Linked DNA regions of Arachis hypogaea: region 1 is linked to region 2. A link is a contact called in public Hi-C data. All regions are on one chromosome and are shown on one strand. The core of a region is the stretch at or near the end of the contact, and the rest is flanking DNA. Distances in the headings are between cores, read along the strand shown.

The links. A called contact is a pair of places that touch in the nucleus more often than the background predicts.
Region 1: a Hi-C map of an unstated tissue shows a contact between it and region 2, with 4 times the contacts expected there. The contact joins the promoter of LOC112750874 here to the promoter of LOC112750873 in region 2. A contact is called at or near these places in 3 of 8 Hi-C or Micro-C datasets (leaf and an unstated tissue).

Annotation. Positions count from the first base shown.
Region 1 is chr15:138,747,317-138,754,401 of arahy.Tifrunner.gnm2.J5K5, reverse strand. It overlaps LOC112750874 (transcription repressor KAN1), which reads right to left and starts at 3,563. Exons shown (of 6, transcript XM_025799779.3): 1 at 2,401-3,563; 2 at 2,231-2,307; 3 at 1,494-1,539; 4 at 974-1,157. The coding sequence starts at 3,037.
Region 2 is chr15:138,578,222-138,584,768 of arahy.Tifrunner.gnm2.J5K5, reverse strand. It overlaps LOC112750873 (purple acid phosphatase 17), which reads left to right and starts at 5,289. Exons shown (of 7, transcript XM_025799778.3): 1 at 5,289-5,922. The coding sequence starts at 5,737.

The DNA of each region.
Region 1 (7,085 bases), core at 2,314-4,813, 170 kb before region 2:
TCTCTAAACTTTTTCATAATATAATGGTCATCTAATTTTTGCAGCACTGTGCATTATTTGCAACTTCAATTTCCACTAGAAATTGTCTTTGCTGGCTTTTCCTTTCCTATGTAGAAATGTTGTTCTTATGGTTATTGTTAATCATAGTTGGATTTTGCAACCCAAGGTGTGTGTACCCCATTTTGTCCTATTAGTTGACCCACATAAATCTTTGAGTTAGAAACTTGTACCAAGAGCATTAATCCCATGATAAAGCTAGAATACCGAAAGTGTGACATTACATCAAAAATGGATTTGAAAGCCCTTAAATTGAATACTTTTAAGAATGTTAGTTATTGAACAAAACTCAAGGCAAGCCAGTCCATTTAAGACTTACAATTATAAGTGGCCAAAAAAGGTTAAAAACAAAGAAATCAACATGAAAATGGAACATTATTCATCTAAAAGTAGAATGTTAATCTGAAGAAAGTACTAATATATATATACATAGATTGTCAAAAGTTGTATATTTAATTGCAACTATATCACAAGAATAAAAAATATATCTAGTTTCAGAAAACCTTCACTTTCTACCACATTTAAAGAAGCTGAAAATGTGTACCAAAAAGAAGTATCATCCGAAATGATGCATGGCCATTTTTATCATCAGAAATAAAGCAGCGAAGAAGTGGAGAAAAGAAAGGAAAAGCAAAAGTTGTCAGAGAAAAACTAGTACTTTTTTTTTTTTAATTTTTTTTCCTTCAGAAAAAGGGTGAAATTGGGGTTCTGATTTTCCCCTACTTAATTATTAAATTCCACCATGCATGCATCAATTATTATAATATAGCATTATTATACATATATGGGGCATATATAGCTAGTGGATCCAATACCATGTAGCATGCAGATATTGTAAGATATAATAACCGACACTGACACCAATGCAACAATAATATTGAAAGAAATGAATCACATCAATTAATTAATTAATTACCTGGAAGAAGAATTACCCCATAGATTTTTATTGCTGCAAGTAGTAGCAGTAGTGGTGTTGTATCCCAAATCTTGATCTAGAGATGCATTATTATTATTTGGGGGCCCTCTTTGATTTGGTAAAAAGTTCTTATTTTGACTAATGGGTGATGCTAGGGACATGAAATCTTCATCTCCATCTGATGCTTCATATATAACACCATATTTAGTATTACTACAGAAATCATTGAAACAAACATTGAGGAATACTACTATACTTGCATTGTTAGCATAAACTTTTAAAGACAGAACATTATTATTTATTTTATTTAATGGTTGAAATGAATATGAATGAATAGGGTCCGAGTCATAAAGTAGTGAGCTAGGGAATCTTCTTCAGATGAATTAAATAAAGTGCAATGAAGAAACTCAAATTTGGACCGGAGATCAAGGACTCAATTAATTATATATTGTTGTGTTATTAGCTTATTAGGTTATGATGATAATAAAATTATGAAACTTTTTAAATTTTTTTTTTTTACCTGAGGAAGCTGCTGGCTTGTCAGTATTCTTAACAGTTCTATACATCTGCAGAAGCCAAAATAAGACAAAAAAGATTAGTACACATAGGGGGGAATGAAACAATAAACAATAATATCAATGAGTATTTAAAAAAGATTAAAAGTAAATAAATAAGTTCGTTTCTGGGATTATTTATTTATTTTTCTGGGAATTTGTTTGATTTTATCTTTTAATAATAATAATAGTAGTAGTAGTAACAACTAACAAGTAACAAGAAAGCAAGCATAGTGCATAGCAGGTAAGTAATATAATTGGGTTGTATTATTGAGAAATGATGGCTACTTTTTATGTTTCTTTTTTTTCTCTTTGATAAAAAAGTAGAACTTGTCCTGTTCCCTAATTCAAACAAGAGATTCAACTGTTCATCCCTTTCATTCATTTGCTGCATGTCTCGGCTCTTGTGCCGCATACTTAGAAGTCTCTGCCCCTTTTTCCGGTATTCCCAAATTAATAGGTTAAAGACTAATATGTTATGGTTTGAAGTTTTTTTTTTTTAAATTTCATATTGATTAATGAATTATTACATGTATAAAATAGAATTCGACACTTATTTAAATAAATTTGCGAACTAGCTACTAGACCAATCAAATTAGCTGTTTCCACTGCCACCACACATTAGACACCTTCTTTTGATAAGTGTTAGTATGAGAAAAAGTAGAGAAAAAAGAATAATTAATATTAATAAAGATGTATGTACCTGTAAGTGACTCTTGACATGAGCGAGTGTTAGATCTTTGACATCCATGAGTTCCAGAACTGACTTTGGAGTAGCTCCTATTATTGAATCGAGAAGGTAAGTAATTATTAATCAAGTAAGTAAGGGTTTGATGGAAGGAGAAATTAAAGAGGGGTTTGAGAGTAACATACTTTCATGGCCGCCAAGGAGTTGAACAGCATGAACAAATCGGGCATGGAGGGAGGTAGTCCAGCGCATTCTTGGAGCCCTCATGTTCCTCTTGCTGCTATGAATCATCATCCTTGTTGTTGTTGTTGATGATGGGAACATTCTAGACCTCATCACAAACCCGTTTGTGAAGTCAGTGTTGTTGTTAGCACCCCCAATAACCCCAAATAAGTGATGGTGATTAAGGGTTCTTAGACTCTCCATAGTTATAGCATTATTAAACCTTGAAAGTGGCGAAGAAGGAGTGTTGGTGTTGTTGTTGTTGTTGTTGTAAAGAGGGATTCCATTGATAGGCCTAATTACTACTTGCTCTGATGATGATGATTTGTTCCAAGGGCTTTCAGCTTCAGAAGGGGTTGGGGTTGTAGGTGCTGCTAAAGAGAGTTGTGTCTCCATGTTCTTATGATGATGAAGAAAAGTAGGGATTGAAATGGAACCATCACTGTGTGATTTTTCAGCACCATCACTAGTAGTAGTGCTACTTCTCCATATATCAAACCCTCCACAATCTCCTTCTTCTTCATTATTGCATATTGATGGTGGAGCACTCTTTGGCAGGCTTATCTGCAGTGATAGATCAGGAATCACATTCTCACCCATTCTTTCTTTCTTTTCCTCACTCACTATACTGCTTTTATATCTATATATCAATTTATTTAAGGGACAATAAACAACAATTCAATTCAATTCTTTCGATCTGCTGCTGCTGGTGCTGGTGCTGCTAGTGGATGGTGTTTATATATTATTCTCTCTACTGTTACTGTGATTATTGAGGAGGGTATATATATAAGAGAAAGAAAGAAAGAACGAACAAACACAAAAGCTACATATATAGAGAATAATAATGGAATATTAATTATTATAAGTGGGGGATATCAACAAAATACATATATCTAAGTATTAGAAAACAAATTTAAAGGCTAAGTATTATTAATGGAATAAAAAGAAACAACAAGCTAAGCTAAGGCCCTTTTTTTTTATGATGAGGTTCACAAAACAGACATCCTTCCAATAAGGACTAATAATAAGGGGAATGAAGAGAGAGAAGAAAGATGTGTGGTGGTGGTTCATAATAATATATATTAATTAATATAAATAAACAAAAAATTAAAAATAAATAATTGAATGGGAGGAGAGAGAGAGTGGTGGTAACTAAGTAGAGAGTATATGTAGGAAAGTGACACTCCAACAATTCTTTTCTTTCCTTTTCTAACTAGTAACTAGTAACTTAACACATTTTTTTTTATCTGCATAGTCAATACAATACACGCAAAACACTGCAACTGATGCAACGGCGTGGTGCTGCCTACAAAGTTTTGTACAATTTTTTCTCTCATTTCCTTACTTCTTTGCCCCGTACAGGACGGGTTGAATTTTGCTATATCTAAATTTATTATTTATTTATTTATCAAAAGTTTGACAATAAGTAAATAATAAAGTAAATATCGTTATCGATATCTAACTATTTATCCAAAGAATAAAATATGTTTACAATTTAAAAATTTTTAATTAATCTCTAATTATCTTTAAGCAATTGGTTTAAATGATCTCTGTCATTAGTCTAAATGACTCTTAATATATTATCAAGTCATTATAAAAGGGTAAAATATTAAATTAGTTTCTAATGTTTGAGTCTAATTCTGTTTTTGTTTTTAATGTTTAAAGTGTCCTATTTGAATCAAAAGAGTTTCATTTAACTTCAATGTAATTCTGTCATAAAGTCAATGTTAAATAATTAACGTCACCATTCCACCAAACCTTATGTCCTTCCCTAAAGAAGATGTACAAACTCGAGAGGCACAAAATCAGCAGCGGATGCATCATCGCGAGCTACTAGCCTTGGTTCAAGCACATGGAGAACAGAACTTACTTTTCGCAAGAAAGTTCGCCAGTGATAACGAGGACAAAGCCATCGTTACCTCTACCGCGAGGAACTCCCCTTAGCAACCAAAGAGTTTGGTTATATAAGTTTTCTATATCTAAAAACTGAATTTCATTAATTATTTAATATTGACTTCACAGCAAAACTACATTGAAACTAAATAAAACTTTCAACTAATCTCCACATACAAGCCTTTTCACTATACAAATCTTACAAGTTTTCAATATCCCTTATCCCTAAAACGCGCCTCTTATGGCACTTATGTTTCACACGTCTCCTTAACAGATTTTTCAATCAATCAATGCGCGAATATATAACTTCCTTCTTCGAAAGGATTTCGTTTCCTTTTTCGAATTTCTTCTACGTTTTCTTTGCCTTCTCTCTTCGATTTCTTTCGTGCGTTTCTCTCTGCCTTCTCCTTCACCGTTTATGTAAGTTTCTCTCTCTGTTCTCTTTCTTCGTTTTTCTCGTTTTTCATTATTTCTGAAATCAAGCTCTGAAACCGTTTTGAAGATAATGGATTATTCAAATTCAGATTGTCAATTGAACTAGAGCAATGTGAATTTTGAATTTAAATCCAATGAAGTTCCTGAGGTGTGGTTTAATTCCAGTTAATAATTGAATCTGAATTTGAATCCATTTAGTAGTTTATGATTGTGTAGCTGAATAATGCGTGAATCTTGCCTGTGAAATTTGCTGTTCATTATTCCTTGTTTGAATTGAATCTAATGTACTAGTTCTGATAAATTTTCTGCATTTTATATCAGATGTTTGGGTATAAATCAGGAATATTTGGGTATATTTTAGGAAAGTTTGGGTGTATTTACAGTTTATGACTTTTCATCTCGCTAAGAGTGAATTGTCTTATTCTTTTAGTTAAATTGTTTTATTTTCTACTTAACGATGATTCATGAATCTGATTTTTGTTATTTTTTATGATGGTTTTATAGTTGTATTTGCATTCTATAGTTTATGCTTGTTTTAATATGGTGTATTTTAGGTGTATTTTGCAGCCCCTCTATGGTGTTGATGAGCAGTTTGTTCTCCACATACAAGCATTTTTCTCATACAAGTCTTCTCTTTTTTTTATTGTTTTGAATCCAATCAAGTGGCTGAGGTGTGATTCAATTCAGAAGAAAAAAAAATGTAGCATTAGAGGAAACATTTTTCTATATTTGCAGTAAATTTGGATGTAAAACGAAAATATTTGGGTGTATTTTAAAGAATTTTGGGTGTTTTTTTATTCTGATAAGTTCTGCATAATTCAAAACTTTTCCTCTTCCTCCTCCTTATCTTCTGCTGCTTCTTTTTTTTTCATCATCATCACCATCTTCTTCTTCTTTTTTCTTTTATTCATCTTTTTCTTTTTGTTTTACCTTCTCAAGTTTTTTCTTGTTTACTCTCTTAAAAAGAATAAAAATAAAAAAAATCAAACAAAGAAAAAGAAAAAAATACATAATACTGCAAAATTACTTGGAAGATGATGAACTTCATTTATTTAACTAAAAGAAAGAAAGAAATAAGGAAAAAAAGAAGAAGAAAAAAATGCAGCATTAGAGGAAATATTTTTCTGTATTTGCATCAAATTTGGGTGTAACACGAAGATATTTGGGTGTATCACGAAGATATTTGGGTGTATTTTTATTCTGATAAATTTTGCATAATTCAAAACTCTTCCTCTTTCTCCTCCTCATCTTCTGCTGCTTCTTCTTTTTTTTTCATCATCATCTTCTTCTTTTTACTTTTATTCATCTTTTTTTTTTGTTTTACCTTCTCAAATTTCTTCTTGTTTTACTCTTTTAACAAGAATAAAAATAAAAAAATCAAACAAAGAAGAAGAAGAAACACATAATGCTGTAAAATTACTTGGAAGAAGATGAACTTATATTCATTTAACTAAAAGATTTTTCTTTTATTCATCTTTTCCTTCTGGTTTTACTTTCTCAAGTTTCTTCTTGTTTTACTCTCTTAACAAGAATAAAAATAAAAAAAATCAAACAAAGAAAAAGAAGAAATATATAATGCTGTAAAATTACTTGGAAGAGGATGAACTTACATTCATTTAACTAAAAGAAAGAAAGAAATAGGGAAAAAAAGAAGAAAAAAAATGTAGCATTAGAGAAAATATTTTTCTGTATTTGTAACAAATTTGGGTGTAACACGAAGATATTTGAGTGTATTTTTAAGAATTTTGGGTATATTTTTATTCTGATAAGTTCTGCATAATTCAAAACCCTTCCTCTTCCTCCTCCTCATCTTCTACTACTTCTTCTTCTTCATTATCTTCTTATTTCGTTTTCTTATAATTCTTCTTGGGAGAAAAAATCAAACAAAAAAGAACAAAAATACATAATGTTGCAAAATCAATAGAAAGAGGATGAGGAAAAAAAATACAGCAACAACATCAGTAATATAAAAACGACGATGAAGATGAAACACGTGAAGAAAACAGAGGAGAAACACAAAGAAGAAGGAGAAGAAGAAGGAAGAAAAGGAGGAAGAAGAAAAATGCGAAGCGCGCTATGAAATTTGTTGAGTAGCGCGTGTGTTAACACGCTCTTATAGATGAGTGTGCTTTTTGTTGGGCTTTACCCAATTTGTATCACTTGTAAGACAAAAAGGCTTGTATGTGTAATATAATTGTAAAATTTTTTGAATTTAAATAAGACACTTTAAACTTTAGAGATCAAAATAGGATTAGACCCAAATATAAGGGACAAATTTAGTATTTTACTCTTTATAAAAATTGTTTAAAATAATTATTTT
Region 2 (6,547 bases), core at 4,040-6,539:
TTCTCACCTTCACATCGTTGCTAATCCCCTTTTTTATGAATGAAAGAAAGAAGCTTCATGCTAATCTTATGAGTTTTGAGACTCCTCCCAGTATCATTTTTCCCAATCTGCTCCTTCTATTCGTCAATTTCTCTTCAAACATGCGTGATGCGTCTTCAACCTTTATCATCCCGAAAGTAACAAAAACCCAAACATAAAGCCAATTTTCTTCCACAATCTTCATAATTGTACACTTCACTGTGTAGTGTTAGGTGGTTTATACTTTATAATGAGATGTATCTATCTTCTACTCCCACGCACTTTATTCTTTCTCTATGCATACAATATAGCACAGTGAATGAATAGATATGCAGATAATTCAATTTTATCCATATTTTTGTTATTTCTTACAAACAACACACTATATATTGATGAAATTAGTTTTTGTTTTATCCCAAATAATATCACGAAATTATAAGTTATTCGAAATAAATTGTGTCTCAATATTTAATTTTTATTATGAAATTAGAAAAATTAACATCTAACGTTCTTGTAATAAATATTAAAGATTTTATTAAATTAAATAAAAAAATATGTAGGGTTGTCAATAATATCAATCCTATATATGTGAGTCAAGAATTTCATAACCCAAAAGAGTCTGTAAAGATTGGTTGGTAGGTAATTAGGTAGCATTTATTTTGAGATATTAGGACGGAGATTGAGACACTAAAATTTAGTATTATATTTGTTGGTCTAAAAACTAGTACTAAAATTTCAGTATTTTAGTACTTTTAAAAAATGGAGACACAGAAGACTGAATTTTTTAGAGACAGAGATTGAAATTTTAATAACATTTTATACCTAAAATACCTCAATTTCAATTAATTAATTTCAACTTTACCCTTTGTGTAAATTAAATTAGAGTTTCATTCTTATTTCAGTCTCTGTCTCTCACTTTACACCAAACATAATACTAAAACTTATTTTAGTCTCTATCTCTTAGTCTCTGTCTCACAATCTCAGTCTCTTAGGTAGTGTTTGGTTGATGTCCATGTCTCAATGAGACATGGACACGGTGACACATGTCTGCTGTTTGGTTTGGTAAGACATAAATTTTTGATGGACACGGGAGGATACGGATGGACACGGAGACACTAAATTTGTGTACCTCCAATTTGATGAGACACTGAGACACAACTTGTAAGACACTAATTTTTTACTCTTTTATCCTTATTCAATTTTTAAATTTTCAAAATTTATCCTCTTATCTCTTCAAATATTTCTTTTTTTACTTTCTCTTTTAGATTTTACAACCAAATTTGTTCTCCCATTTTTTTCAAAAAAAAAATTATACATTTAACCTTTTATTTATTTAAATTTTAATTAATCTTTGATAAATTTTAGGCTTTGGTTTTCTATTTTTTTTTCAAAAAAAACTGTATATTTAATATTTGAATGATAATTTGAGATGATATTAGAAGGAAAAAATACGAAAAGAAATAAAAATTTAATTGTAATGATATATGTAGCGTTTGAGGCGATGGGTGTGTAGTGGTGTTGATAAAATTGTGGTTAAATGAAGGGTAATTCAGTCTTTTTCAAATATTTGTGTCTTGTTCATTATTTTTACCAAACACAATACATAGACACAAATATTTTATGTCTATGTCTTTAATGTCTGTGTCTTTGTGTTTATGTCTCATCCTATACATCAACCAAACGGAGCCTTAGTCTCTATCTCCCAATCTCAGTCTCTCAGTCTCTATCTCTCTTCCAAACGCTACTTTAAAGATGGGTAATGATAGTCGACTTGTATATTTTGAAGACGTCCATCAGTCGATCATGATTTGCCAGGTTAAGTCAGTAAGTGTTGTTCAATGATCGGTCGAGATTACCAATGTTGGTTAGTTATTTGTGTTGGCCAAAGTCAATCAGTAATAGGTCTAAATAGGTCAGGGACATTGTGATAAAGCATCAAGAGGTTGGTGGTCGATCGGTAGGTCAATGTAGGTCATAAGGTAGTTAGTCTAGCTATTTTTCTCGGATTGGGAAGACGGTTGGTTAGTTAGTTGGGATTGTTCGAACTGTCGCTTAGTAGTCTGTATTAATCGATTGGTTCGAGTTTTTCAACGCTTAGCTGGTAGGTTAGTCAGATGACCGATGTCAGTCACAGGATAATCAGTTGATAGATTAGCAGTTAGTCAATGAGTCAAGGTGGGTCGAATATATAGTCGACATCAGTCAAAAGAGTGTTCGTCAATTAAGTAGAATAGGTTAATATTTTGTTTGGGTAAGCTTCTAAGAAATTTTTTTTTCGAGTTATCTTTTTTTAAAAGATCTTATGAAAAAGTAAAAGTAATTTTATGTTTGGATATCTCATGCAAAAATATCTTTTTATATATCAATTATGTTTGAATATAACAATATAAAAACACTTTTTTGTTTATTTATTATATAAAAAATATCTTTTTTAAAGAAAAATATATCTTTAAAAAAAGATGTAAATTGTAACTTCTCAAAAAAGATATTTTTTTAATTTTTTTAGTATTTTTATTTTTATTACTAAAAATTTATCAAACACATTAAAAAATAAAAAAAACTTATTAAAATTTTTTTATCAAGATAATAATACCCAAATAAATATTAATTCGACAGTAGATCAGTAAATCATAGTGGGTTGATAAGTCAAAATAAATCAATAAATAATTAATTAGAGAACAATAGATCGATCAATCACTTAAGATTAGTAATCAATTAGTACACAATTAATTAGGCACATTTACAATAGTCATTAATTTTTTTAAATAAACTACTCAAAACTTCTTTTTGTTTCCCCAACATTTCATTTTCATAATTAAATAAGGCCAATTCTATGGTGCCTATGACTTGGTGCCTAAATTTTGCCTAACTTTTCTTTTGTAGTAGGTTTTGAATTTTTAAAAATTATTTATTTTTATATCTTTTAAATTAAATATTGATTTTTAACCTTTTTTAATAAATAGGCACCACCTTTTAGGCACCATAGCATTCACCATTAAATAATTCGAAGTTTAGATTAAATTGGTTTAGAACTACAGTACTTAAGTCACCAAAAAAAAAAAAAATCACCAAAAAATGAACTACAGTACTTTGAAAACTGAACCAAGTTACGAGTAGCGCATCTAATTGATAATCCATCAAGCTTCAGAAAATCCATGCTGCTCCAATGGTCACCAATTTTATCCTTTCACACAAATGGGCAAAATAGTTTAGTTTATCACTTCATGCATGTTGGATAATTCAACTCAATAATTAATGTTGGATAATTCAACTCAATAATTAATGCAGCACATACACCACTTACTTGTTTTGTATTTATCAAAAAAAAAAATAGTAATAATAATAATAATTTCATGTATCTTTAAAACACGTATTAACTAAATTTTACTTAAATTTATAAGTATTTATTCATTTTAATTGTCAAAAAATTTTGGACTAGATACTTTAGTCTCTAACTAAAATTAATTACTTGATTGATCCCTAACAATTAATTCTATCAGTCACTTAGGTCCTTGGCTTCGTCAACTCTAACGAAAGACAAAATGGTCTTTGACAACTCTAATAACGGACAAAATGATCCCCAACAATTTTAACAAGGGACAAAATGATCCCTGACCCCTTTGTTCGAAAATGACACTGTTATTCCCCAATTTTCATCATATCTCGCATAACACTAACATTCATACTTTCCTTCTTCACCTTCACAGTCTTCTTTTCTATCTTTTTCTTCTTCCTATTCAACTCCAAGATCAAGCCATAGTGTAACTGCCACGCGTGTCGCACCTACCTCAACATATCATGGACCACACACTTCCTAAATCTCTGTGGCTGGTATACCCACTTCCTTCGCACTTCACTCACCAGAAGTATCTACCTCCACATCCTCAAACAGCATTACTTCCAACCTTGACAACATCCACCACATTCTCAAGACCAAGTTTCACAACTACCCCAAGGGCACGCCCTTCTCCACTATTCGACAAGCAATATAGATTGTTGGACATTAGAACATCATGAGAAGATTTTTCTTCGACATCATATGCAAATTCTCATTTGGAATAGACTCCGAGTGCTTCATTCCTTCTTTCTCAGAGTCCAAGTTGCCATACAGCTTAGACCTCGCATCCAAGCTATCAGTACAACGAGCAATGTCGCCGTTACTGCTCATATGAAAATTGACATAATTACTGAATATTGCTTCGCAGAAGAAGTTGAAGGAAGCGATCGGAGTGGTGGATAATGTGGCCATGGAGATGATAGGACAGAGGAGGAGGGAGATGGTGACAACGACGCTGAGTCTTAACAAATCAGACTTGCTGTCTAGATTCATCGGATCCATCGAAGATGACAAGTACTTGAGAGATGTAGTCATTAGTTTCCTGAGTATGAATTAGTTGAGAATAAGTTGAGGATTTTTTTTCTGTGAACATTGAAGTTGCAGAGTGTGCATTGTGTAGCTTGAAGTTACAGTGTTAGACTGTTAGTGTTATGCGAGATATGATGGAAATTGGAGAAGAACAGTGTCGTTTTCGAACAAAGGAGGTTAGGGACCATTTTACCCCTTTTTAGAGTTTTTAGGGACTGTTTTGTCATTCGTTAGAGTTGACGGAACAAAGGACCTAAGTGACTGACAAAATTAATTGTTAGAGATCAATCAAATAATTAATTTTAATTAAGGACTAAAGTATCTGGTCCAAAATTTGTTGAGGACCAAAATAGATAAATATTCTAAATTTATTATATTTTTTATAGTGATAATTTATTAGATCAAATATTTTGTTGATATATAATATTTAAATTAAAAAAATAATATAAAAATCTAATTACAAATTTAAAAAATTTATAAGTGAGAATTAATAGAGTAATTAAACCAATTAAATTCAATAAACAATACAAATTTAAAAAAAAAAAAAACAAAATCAACAATGATTATTATTATATATAAATATGCGAATATGTTATTGGATATTCGTTGGAATATCCATTTGCAAAGAGTTATGCTGGGCATATTCCCTAGATATAACCAACTAATACCTCCCAATTCGCAAACCCATGTTATTTTCCTGATCAACCGCACCACTTGTTTGGTTTTTGCAGTTGCCATTAAAAGTGAAAACAATAAATAATATTCAAAAATACTATTTACATACCAAAAATAATAATTATGTATTTATGAATAAAAATATCTATAATTTATTATTTTTAATATATATTTTATGTAAGTAACTGATTTTGACATATAACTATCATGCATCACACACACATAACACATTATTGAATCCGAATGACACATCACTCTTTGCTTTTGTATTGGTTCTCACTTCTAAGAAGACCAATATCTCAATGTCAATGTCACTAAATTTAACAAAATGTGATGCGAGTAATAGTATATTACAAGTTTCTCTCAAGTTGATTCTAATGTCAATTGCCAAATATAGTAAACATTAAAATATTACTAAGATATGCTCCTTGAAAATTGAGTTGGAATTAACTGTTAATAGAAAAATTCCAGTGGCTTACAATTGCTGTCCCTTTCACAGTTTCACAAGATCTAACATTAATTTGTGTTACTTAGTACCTTGATTATTAATATTCTTCTAAGCAGGTTACGTTGAGGATTGGTTATATATATAAATGTAGGAAAACACCAACCGTTTTTCAAAAACAGAGTGATCTTTCCTCTTTGGTTTTGCATTTGTTTCAAGACTCACAATAACCATGTCTAAATCTTTTCTTCTCTTCACGATTATTGTTGTTATTAGCTTTGGTTTGTGGGTTCTTTATGCATCTGCAGAGCTTCAGAGATTTACACAACCATGTAAAAGTGATGGTTCTCTTGATTTTTTGGTGGTTGGTGATTGGGGAAGAAGAGGTGAATATAACCAATCTGAAGTTGCTTACCAGGTTTGCCATTATTTCACTCTTTCTTTCTCTCGTTCCTATCTATTATGATTTATGATAAACTATTTGAATTGCCGGATAATTTAATTACGAAAATTAAAATGATAAATGTACTCGTCCTGAGGAATCCAAATTTCTTGATGTTATGTTCTTCACATCATTGCAGATTCTTAGAACATTGTTATTTTGCAGAAAACAATTCTGCATGCACCATTTTCTTAAGAGAAATTTCTTATTATAGAATAATAATTTTTTTGGTGGCAAGATTAATCTTTAATAGAGCATCTCTAATATTACCTTTCATTTCATTTTGGATCCAACAAAATACTATCAACATTTGTGGAATCATATATCATAACTAATAATTTGAGATCAAGTTTGTAATTTATCACTCTAATATTTGGTTTCAATTGATTTTGAATTTAAAAAAACTGAACAAAAATACTTATACAAAATAGCAAAATTTAATTAGTTTTCTGTCAATGATACTGTCTATAAATTGAGACTAGTTTCATTTCATTTGTTATTTCCAATACAAATTTTTATTTTAAAACAGTTTATTTTCTGTAGCTATTAGAAGTGATATTCCAAAAATACTCCATTAAAGTTGTCTATGAGCAAATTATAA